Regions from separate parts of the Sus scrofa genome. Here region 1 is linked to region 2. A link is a contact called in public Hi-C data. All regions are on one chromosome and are shown on one strand. The core of a region is the stretch at or near the end of the contact, and the rest is flanking DNA. Distances in the headings are between cores, read along the strand shown. Region 1 overlaps TLN1 (talin-1). Region 2 holds the start of CD72 (CD72 molecule).

Region 1 (5,052 bases), core at 2,359-4,858, 80 kb before region 2:
ATTTTATTGGCCGCCTGTCATCTTTCCCTGTCTTGCCCAACTGAAGGCATCTCGGACCCCCTCTTCCAATCCGTTAGGCCACATGCCCTGAGGACACTGTTCCTCTCGTGCCCCCTTCCCCACCCCCTGCCAGTGTCCTCAGCTGATTTGTCATCCTGGATTTCCCACGCAGATATGTGCACCCAGAGGGGCTGGGGTTCGATCTCCCCCCGATCCCCCCACGGTAATGGCCTCTGGCCTGGACCTTCCCAGCTCTGTCCTCTCTGAGCCGCATACACTCGCTCTGCCCCCTCCCCAGGCCTCCTGGGGGAGCAGACCGTGACGGGAGCTGGGGAGGCACGGCACAGGCAGGACTTGAGAAAATGGGATCAGGGAGGGTAGAGACTTGCTCCCCGGGGTGACTGCTTCTACCCAAGATTGAGACGAAGCGGAGGAAAGACGCTAGGGGCAGGGGGGACCCCAGAGGTCCCTCCTCCGTCTGTCCCGTTGAAACAGCACTGCCCGCCTGCCCTCCCCATCGCCGTCCGAGTGTATCCGCCTCATGCATCTCTTCCTTTGGTGTAGGCTCTGTTTCTCTCGGTGTGGGTTTGTTCCTCGGTGGGGGTTCTGTCCTACTCGGTGCTCGAGGCAGGGGCTTGGGGTAGGTTCCGGTTGCTTCTGCACATACGGTGCTGTGATTGGAGTCCGTGGGATTAATGAAACCGCTTATGCCTCCAAGGAGGGTCTGTGGAACCCAAGGTGGATCTCAGGCCGTGCTGACCGCTGCTTTCTCACAGGACGTGCTCATGCAACTAGCCAAGGCTGTGGCAAGCGCTGCAGCTGCCCTGGTCCTCAAGGCCAAGAGTGTGGCCCAGCGCACAGAGGACTCGGGGCTTCAGACCCAGGTTATTGCTGCGGCAACACAGTGTGCCCTGTCCACCTCCCAGCTGGTGGCCTGTACCAAGGTGAGCCCCAGAGGTTGCTCCAGCCTGTGCTGAGGGGTGATGCTGTCACACATACGGGAGCCTCTCATGTTATCACTTTGGTCCCCGAGGCCTCACTACCCAAACAAATGACTGTTGTGAAGGCCATCAACACCCCACCCTCCCGACTCCTTGCCCTCGTCTACCTCTCTGACACTCGCTTTGCCCACAGGTGGTGGCACCTACGATCAGCTCCCCTGTCTGCCAAGAACAGCTGGTGGAAGCCGGTCGACTAGTGGCCAAAGCCGTGGAGGGCTGTGTGTCCGCCTCCCAGGCCGCCACAGAAGATGGGCAGCTGTTGCGAGGAGTGGGAGCGGCAGCCACAGCTGTCACCCAGGCCCTGAATGAGCTGTTGCAGCACGTGAGGGCCCACGCCACAGGGGCCGGGCCTGCTGGCCGCTATGACCAGGCCACTGACACCATTCTCACTGTCACTGAGAACATCTTTAGCTCCATGGGCGATGCTGGTAAGGACACTCTCCCCCAGGAGACAGAGAGCCCAACGAGGTTCCCAGGCCCCTTGGACATTTCCCTTGCAGATCCACCCCCCTCCCCCTGACTCAGCACAGCAGGCTGGGTGTTGAACAGCTGAAACCTCCAGCTGGTTCCCCATATGTAAAACAGGAATATAATCTCTCTGCCTTCCTTGGTGCATTTAAATAACAAACCACAGTGTACACAAAAAGAGAAAGTGGCTTTATTAAGAGTTAGCTGCCCTTACGCCACTCCTTCACCCCCAAAATCCTTCACCAAGAGCCTCATCCTCTCATAACTCCAGGGAAGTCACTTCAAGAACTTTTTTGTCTCTCCTGACTATCCCTAAGAGCCCCACTGGCCTCATCTGCACCACGTCCCTCTCTCTAACACCCTCTCAGTGTCTCTGCTCCCTTCTCTGACTTTGCCTGTGTGTCTCAGGTGAGATGGTGCGACAGGCGCGCATCCTGGCCCAAGCCACCTCTGACCTGGTCAATGCCATCAAGGCTGATGCCGAGGGGGAGAGCGATCTGGAGAATTCCCGCAAGCTATTAAGCGCCGCCAAGATCCTGGCCGACGCCACAGCCAAGATGGTGGAGGCTGCCAAGGTAGAGAGCCTTCTGTGCAGACCCCAGACCGGGGCCCGGAGGGAAGTAGAAAGGTCCCGATGGTCACCCCCATTTACGGGAGAGACCCAGGAAAAGCAGAAGATACAAGACAGCACATATGGGAGCACTGAGGGAGTAAATGCACCCTAGGCAGCGGGCGGGTGGCGCCAGGCTGCCAGCCAGTGTAACGCCCAGAGTCCTCACTGACGAACGGGAAACAGTGCCCTTTTCCTTCTGAGTCCAAGGTCTGCACTTCCTACTTTCCCCTACTTTGCTGCCACCACCTGCCTGCTTCCTGGATCCCTCTGCTTCCTGGGCTTCTGTGAATGCACACGAGCATTAGTCCTGGGGGCTCCGCGCTAGCCGCACAGAGAAGGACAAGGCAGTCGGACACAGGGACACAAGGTTGCAGAGGACCATGAGGAAGAAGCCAAAAGATTCCTGGGCTCTGGGGCTCTTCAGTTTGCAGGAACAACCAGGGCCCCTGCTATCGGACCCTTGAGATCCCTGCTCTAAACTGTGTCCTCCTTGTTCCAGAGAGCCCTGCTCATCCCCGTTTGCAGTAGTATTTTGTGGGGAGTGAGGAAGAAATCTGGCCCCTTCCCTAAAGCGGGGAAGCACAAACAGTTCTACCTGAGGAAGGGCTTTCAGCATCACAGATGGAAGCCAGGGTCCCCCCGAGGCTCCCCATCTGCCCACCAGAGGCAGCCCATCTCAACCACCTTTCAGCGGGGATAGTTAGAAATGATTTCAGGAAAATATACTTGAGTTTGGAGGGGTCAGAGAAGAGCTTATTGAGGATCCACAGAGATGCTGGGCGTAACTGTCCCTCCCACCACCTCTCAGGGAGCAGCCGCCCATCCTGACAGTGAGGAGCAGCAGCAGCGCCTTCGCGAAGCAGCTGAAGGTCTCCGCATGGCGACCAACGTGGCTGCACAGAATGCCATCAAGAAGAAGCTGGTGCAGCGCCTGGAGGTGAGGCTGGAAAACAGGCTAGTGTAGGTGCTGTAGGAGGAATGAACCTGGGAGGGATGTGTGGAGAAAGGGTTAATATTTCCTTGGGGGAGGGAGTTCCCGTCATGGCGCAGCGGAAATGAATCTGATGAGGAACCATGAGGTTGCAGGTTCAACCCCTGGCCTCACTCAGTGGGTTAAGGATCCGGCATTGCCGTGAGCTGTGGTGTAGGTCGCAGACATGGCTCAGATCTGGTGTCGCTGTGGCTCTGGCGTAGGCTGGCAGCTGTAGCTCCGATTAGACCCCTAGCTTGGGAATCTCCATGTGCCGCGAGGGCAGCCCTAAAAAGCAAAAAAAAAAAAAAAGAAAATTTCCTTAGGGGATATCGTGGGCAGGGTAAGCCAAGGATCAGGTATGGGAATGTCTGGGCCTTGTCCTCACTATTCTGCCCTTAAAGCACGCAGCCAAGCAGGCTGCAGCCTCGGCTACACAGACCATCGCTGCCGCCCAACATGCTGCCTCCACCCCCAAGACCACAGCTGGCCCCCAGCCACTGCTGGTGCAGAGCTGCAAGGTGAGATGCCAGGAAGCATGCGGGGGCGGGAGGCGGCCTGTGGGGAGGGGGAAGTCCCCCCGCCTGTGGGGAAGTGGCTCTCATAACCTTTTCACCAACAGGCTGTGGCAGAGCAGATTCCACTGCTGGTGCAGGGCGTCCGAGGGAGCCAAGCCCAGCCCGACAGTCCCAGCGCTCAGCTCGCCCTCATTGCCGCCAGCCAGAGCTTCCTGCAGGCAAGGCACCCTCCGCTCACCACTCACCAGACCCTTCCCACTCTCTCCTCCAAGAGCTCTGATGTAGTCAAGTTAAATCTCAGCCATAGTCTCTCTTCCAATACTGAGCCCAATGCTCACCACATCCTGACCATCATCAGGCCCCTGTACCCAGGCCCAGAGGGCATATGGTGCACTTCAGCTGCCCACCTGTTCCCCAACAGCCAGGTGGGAAGATGGTGGCAGCCGCGAAGGCCTCGGTGCCAACAATTCAGGACCAGGCTTCAGCCATGCAGCTGAGTCAGTGTGCGAAAAACCTCGGCACTGCGTTGGCCGAACTCCGTACCGCTGCCCAGAAGGTATGGAAGCTGGCCGTCTCTTGGGAAGATGAGGGTGGGGACCCGGAATGATGGAGAATCTGTTCAGATATCCTAAAGTGGATAATAGTGTAACCTGAGGCACCAGTGAGACAGCTGTACCTCCTACATCTCAAACCCCACTTTGTAGGCTCAGGAAGCATGTGGGCCTTTGGAGATGGATTCTGCTCTGAGCGTGGTACAGAACCTAGAGAGAGACCTGCAGGAAGTGAAGGCAGCAGCTCGAGATGGCAAGCTTAAACCCTTACCTGGCGAGACGGTGGGTATTCGTAAGAACGTGTTGTTTTTTTTCTTAGGGCTGCACCCGCAGCACGGGGAAGTTAACAGGCTGTGGGTCAAATCAGAGCTGCAGCTGCTGGCCTACGCCACAGCCACAGCAACTTGGGATCTGAGCCTCGCCCACGACCTACACCACAGCTCACGGCAATGCTAGATCCTTAACCCACTGAGTGAGGCCAGGGATCGAACCCGCAACCTCATGGTTCCTAGTCGGATTCCTTAACCACTGAGCCACGTCAGGAACTCCCATAAGAGCTCATTCTTATTCAAGCCCCGAAGTCTTCTTACCTGTGCCCAAAGTCCTGGAGCTGCCCAGAACCTCCATTTAACCTGCCATCTGTCCCTAAGTAGCTTCTCAAGTTCCCCCTCCCCTGTTCCTCCTGTACCTGAGTCTCCCAGTCTCTCCTTCATCCCTAGATGGAGAAATGTGCCCAGGACCTGGGCAACAGCACCAAAGCAGTCAGCTCCGCCATTGCCCAGCTGCTGGGGGAGGTTGCCCAGGGCAATGAGAATTATGCAGGTATGTGGGCAGGGCCAGAAATGAGGCATGCGGTGAGGAGGATGGGGAACCAGAGCGGGATGAGTGGGGGAAACCAGCGCCAGGGCCTGGCAGTGAGGGTGCCTCTTCC
Region 2 (5,554 bases), core at 11-2,510:
GGTGTAAAGGGACAAAGTAGGGACTTTTTAAAAGGAAGAACTTTACTAGGGAAGTAAGAGAGGAACCAAAATCAAAGCAAGGAAATATCAAAACCTTGGCTGTTTCAGTCTGCCCATTCAGAACCCAGCCCTGCCCTGTTTCTTTGCCTCCCCTCTGAGAAGCTCTGGCCCAACTTCATCCATGTGCAAGACCTTTGCTTGCCCGACCCCTGACCCCTGACAAGGTGCACGAACAGTCAGTGCTCCAGGCTGTTCCAGAGGAGCACAAGCAGGGGTGTCCCTCACTCCAGTCCAGCCTGTCCCAGAGCTTCTGCCTCCTGGACTCAGCTTGCTGGGTCCAGCTTAGATATTAGAACACAGAGGTTTCCATGAGTGGCCAGAGGGTAGGATGGAACGAGGAAGGGGCTGACTGTCAGTAGGGCAAAAAGGGTGGAGGGGGAAAGGCTGCGAAGCGAGAGTAGAGAGTCGAGGGGTGTTTACATAAGAGAATCAGTTTGGTCCCAGATTTTCTGCATCCTCCCAAGGATTGCCACATTCCCAGGAAGAGCTTTGGATCGAGAACTTCCCTGTATGTGGGATTCTTGGCAGCTGTCTAGGACTACAGCAGGAGGGGAGCTGGGCCCATCCCCCCAACCCCCAAACTGACGGAGAGAAAAGTCCCACCAAATCAGGGACCCTTTTCTGGGAACCCACACCTGCGGGGAACGCCAGGATGAACCCCATTGCTAGGACACCCCCCTTCCTCCCGAGAAGCAATGACTGGGGAGATACTCCATAGACAGCTCAGCACAAAAAAGCTCTGACTACACACAGAAAGCCTCCGGACTGGGAAGTGAGGTGAGGAATGTGGGGCAAATCAAGGGAGAGGATGAGGGTGGGTGTTTGAAGCCCAGCTCTGCCAAAGTGGGTCTGGGATGCATGAAAGGGGAGCACAGGCAGGACACAGGAATGAGCCTCAGTAATGTTTCTGTGACACCTCACAACCCCAAACCCCATGCTCTGGACCTCAATTTCCCCTCCCCTGCCCCTCTAACTGGGGATCAGGGGTCCCGTTTGCTTCACTGAACCCATCTGTCTGAGACCAGCTCATATCTTCCTCTTTTGTGACTGTAAGTCACAAGGCAAAGCACTAAGCTGTGTGTAGTCACAGAGGGAACACAGAACCTAAAAGTGTGAAGGGACAGAGGGGAAAGTGGCAAGGAAAGCCTGGAGCCCGTGGAAGAGGGGGGAGACAGGTGGGAGCAGAGGTCCCCAGGATCATGGCTGAGGCCATCACCTACGCAGACCTGCGGTTTGTGAAGGCTCCCCTGAAGAAGAGCGTCTCCAGCCGCCTAGGACAGGGTAAGGGTGGATGAATGTCGCCTTGATGCTGCATCTCCAACCTCCTTCCTGCCCCTCCTTCCACACCCAGATCCCACCTTTTCTCTCCTCTCCAGACCCAGAGGCTGATGAAGATGGAGAACTCACCTATGAGAATGTTCAAGTGCCCCCAGGCCCAGGGGGGCCCTCGATCTTGGCTCCTTCTGGATTAGGGAACAACACAGGTCTGGAGAGCCCAGGGGATGTGTGTCTGCCTGGGGTGGGGTGGTGGGGGTGGTGCTGTGTCTTGAGCTGGGGCGTCCTCAGCATTCTTGGGAGGACAATACCCTTGGAGAGGAGAGGTGTTCTCAGGAAGAGAGTGAACACCACTTATGGGGGCCAGGGAAGGATGAAGCTCCGAGGGTGTGTGTGTGGGGGATCCCAGTGGGGAGCTAGGGCTTTGACGAAGGACCAGGGCAGCCCTGTGGGGAGCTGCGCTCCAATGAGAAATGGGGGGTCCCGGGAGAGAGAAGGGAGGGGAGGGGAGAAGGGTGAGTGCACTCCTGGGGAGAGGGTTTGGGGCAGGCAAATGAGGGGCCCCTGAGGAAAAGATAAAGGGAGACCCAGGAGGGCGACAGAGGGTCCCCCGGGAAGAACAAGGTAAGACCCAGGAGGAACACGACAGTCCCAGGGGAGAAGAGGAACTCCGGGGACCCCGGGCACCGCTAAGGGTGTCCCGGAGCAGTGGCAGAAGGCACCTTAGGACCGACTGGGATCTCGCCGCGGTGAGGGGGGTCGGGGAGGGAGAAGGGGCTTTTCCCCGGCCTTCCTGTCTTCAACCTGGGACCGCTCCCTTCCGCAGGGGCGCAGACTGAGCAGCCAACGGCCGCCTGGAGCTCCTCGACGTCACCAGCTGCCAGGCGGATTCTCCCGCGTGAGTAACGCACGCTCCTCGCCACGCGCGCGCCGCCCTCCGCCCTCCGCCCGGCGGGGCCGCGCGCGGGACCTCGTGCTGGGCGCCTTTCCCCGCCGCTCCCCCTCCAGGGTCCGCGAGGGTGGTCGCGGGAGTCACGTGCGAGCGCCCGCTCCCATGGGTGGTAGTGCTCCGCTCGGAGGTGTGCAGGTCTGGCCAGGGACTGACCTTACTCTGGTCCGCATTCCCTTCTTCGCCCTCTCCCCGGTCTCCATCTGACATTTAGTTCCAGGTCCTACCAGGTAGTGCGCCTCAGTCAGTCCTTACCAGTAACAATGCCCAGCCCTACTTCTGGAACACCTTCCCTCCGCTACCTGCAGAAACTCTGCGGGACAGAAACCACCATGCGTGCTCCAAGTCCTCTGTGGGATGTTCCTTCCCATGAATCTCCCACACTCCCACCCCCTCAGTCTGTTAACTTTCCTGGGGTTCATGAACCCCCATTCCACTGTCTCCCTGCAGGCTGCGCTCGGTACTTCCTTCTGGGCCTGCTCCTCACCTGCCTGCTGTTAGGGGTGGCCGCCATCTGCCTGGGAATGCGCTGTGAGTATGGCGACTACCCCCCATTTCCCACATGCCCCAGACAACCTGCTCCCCCACAGTTGCCCTTCCTCCCCAGCGCCCCGAGTTACCACTACCACATCCTCAGCCTTTCCTCTGGCTTCCAGCCAGGTCTGCTTCAGAGCACTGTGTCTTTCTAAATTGTCTTTAACTAATCCAGTACCTCCTTAAGCTTTAGGCAGTCAGATCTTATAGTCCAGCCTGTTAGGCAGAAAAATTGCCAAGAAACAGAAAAAGGGCTGACGCTGAAGTCTCAGGGCATCAGAGCATGGCTGAAGATGTCCTTCAAATTTTTCTTTATGGCCAAACAGATCTGCAGGTGTCTCGGCAGCTCCAGCAGATGAGCAGGGTTCTGGAAGCCACTAACAGCACCCTGAGGCAGCAGCTGCGCCTAAAGATAACCCAGCTGGGGCAGAGGGAAGAAGATTTGCAGGGGTCCAGGAAGGAGCTGGCTCAAAGTAAGGAAACACTACAAATGGAACAGAAGATTTGCCAGACTACCAGAGAGGAGTTGCAGGCCTGCCAGTTGGACAGGAAGACGACAGATGAAGCCTTGAAAAACAAGGAGGTACAGAGGATAAACTTGGAGCGGAGGCTGAGAAGTATGCAGGACACACTGAAGCCCTTCTTTACATGCTCCTCACCAGGTATGTGCTCTGAGAGAGAAGAGATGGGAGGGTCTGCTGTGAGCAATGGATCGAAGTGAGGAGACACTTGTGACAGGGGTCTGTCCATCTATTAGGGGACCATTGAGTTGTTCAGGAAAGGGGTAGTGAACCGGAATACTTGCCTTGGCCAACGGGGAGAAGGATCTAGCTGGATAAGGATTTAGGGGGACTCACCTAGCTCAAAGGAGGATCCTGTCAAAGGAGGATCCTGTGGAGGAGAGGAGGGTGGCAGCCAGCAATGCAAAATGACACTGTCCAGAGCAGCAAAGTCAGGGCTCATCTGGCTTGACATCAGCATCAAGGATCTGGGCACACCTGAATATGGTTGTGCAATTGGTTGTTTGCATGTTTTTTCTAAAGACAGGCTCTATAGCTTTCTTTCTTTCTTTTTTTTTTTTTTTTGCTTTTTAGGGCCACACCCATGGCATATGGAGGTTCCCGGGCTAGGGCGGCTAGGGGTCTAATCGAAGCTACAGCTGCCAGCCTATACCAGAGCCACAGCAACGCCAGCCGCATCTGCGACCTACTCCATAGGTCATGGCAATGCCGCATCCTTAACCCACTGAGCGAGGCCAGGCATCGAACCCACAACCTCATGGTTCCTAGTTGGATTTGTTTCCGCTGCACCATGACGGGAACTCCAGGATCTATAGCTTTACTTCATTCTTTCCACACCTGAGATTCCCCAAAAGATTAAAAATAACTGATGGAAAAGGTGCAGTCTTGGGTGGGATAAAAAAAGCCGAAGCTCTCACAGTGAGGAGGGTGGGGGTGTGATAGGGCAGGGAACTAGGGTGGGTTGCTTATCCACTTTGAAAGGAGGAGCCCAGCCAGTATGTGGGGATGAGGGAGAGGGAGACATAGAAGGTTTGCCAAAGTAGGCTGAGGTTGAGGCAGTGTCCCTGGCCCAAGGGTACTGGAATGTTCATGGACTGGTTGTCTAGAGGTTAGGCTTTGTCTGGCTCGGGGGCATCTGGATACTCTCCCCAGGCTTAAAACAGAGAGATTTTGTAAGACACCTCCAGCCCTCATTTCTCCAACCTTCTGATTCTCTACAAACCTCAGTTCCATGCCAATGCTGCTTCCATCCCCACAGCTGCTCCCTAGACCTCAGCATCCCAAACTGCTCATCTGAGGAAAGGATGGCTTTAGATCTTCACTCTGACCCCCACTGGCCTCCTCCTGGCTTTCCCCATACTTTTTCTTTAACCTCACAGAGGCTTCCAACCTTCCAACCTGCCAACTCCCATTTCCTCCCTTCCCATCAGCCATCACCTGTCTTCACTTCTCTCTCTACCCATCTTGGATTCGGGTCCCATCACTTCAGCCACCCCACTCACTCCTTGGTTTCATTGCCTTGGTGCATCTGACTGGCAACTCTGGATGAACAGAAATACCTGCACCCAGGTGTGACAAGCGGTGCAGTGCTTGGTGCCACTGAAACTCTAATCTTAATCTCAGCTAGGGCCCCAGCACTGCCTGGCAACTCTACAGTGGTCGGCTGGCTCTCCTCGCCCTACCATCCTCTCTCTCACTTTCAGCAGATGCCCTGCTCTGTCAGAGAAGAATTCCCTGTTTTCCACCACCAAGTCTATATATCCATTTGCATTTTTTGTCCATCCTCATCTCTTGTAAGGATAACTGCAACAGCTTGCTGAATGTTTTTCCTAAACACTCCCCCTCCAAATCCACCTTTCATGTTGCAGCTAGGGTAATCCTTTATTTATTTTATTTTATTTTATTTTACTTTTTGGCTGTACTTCCCAAGCCAGGGATCAAACCCGAGCCACAGTAGTGACAATGCCAGATCCCTAACCCCTAGGCCATCAGGGAAATCCCCAGGGTAATCCTTTAAAAACAAAAATCTGGAGGAGTTCCTGTAGTGGCTCAGCAAAAATGAATCTGACTAGTATCCATGAGTACGCAGGTTCGGTCTCTGGCCTCGCTCAGTGGGTTAAGGATCAGGCATTACCATGAGCTGTGGTGTAGGTTGCAGACACGGCTTGGATCCCCCATTGCTATGGCTGTGGTATAGGCCAGCAACTATAGCTCC

The links. A called contact is a pair of places that touch in the nucleus more often than the background predicts.
Region 1: a Hi-C map of blood shows a contact between it and region 2, with 1.9 times the contacts expected there. The contact joins the enhancer-like site here to the promoter of CD72 in region 2. A contact is called at or near these places in 7 of 47 Hi-C or Micro-C datasets (blood, embryonic fibroblasts, epiblast stem cells and 3 more) and 2 of 2 datasets of contacts at active chromatin or transcription factors (alveolar macrophages and skeletal muscle).

Annotation. Positions count from the first base shown.
Region 1 is chr1:236,431,912-236,436,963 of Sscrofa11.1, reverse strand. It overlaps TLN1 (talin-1), which reads left to right. Exons shown (of 57, transcript XM_021065688.1): 18 at 777-944; 19 at 1,135-1,429; 20 at 1,878-2,044; 21 at 2,891-3,019; 22 at 3,457-3,573; 23 at 3,675-3,788; 24 at 3,992-4,126; 25 at 4,275-4,403; 26 at 4,841-4,943. Among named protein-coding and RNA genes, the nearest start is that of TLN1, 17 kb to the left of the region's middle. Within about 2 kb of position 3,608, at least 2 of the 83 cell types and tissues checked have an H3K27ac peak or open chromatin away from gene starts, as enhancers often do.
Region 2 is chr1:236,349,134-236,354,687 of Sscrofa11.1, reverse strand. It overlaps CD72 (CD72 molecule), which reads left to right and starts at 1,260. Exons shown (of 9, transcript NM_001097493.1): 1 at 1,260-1,341; 2 at 1,437-1,544; 3 at 2,162-2,233; 4 at 2,735-2,815; 5 at 3,145-3,480. The coding sequence starts at 1,260.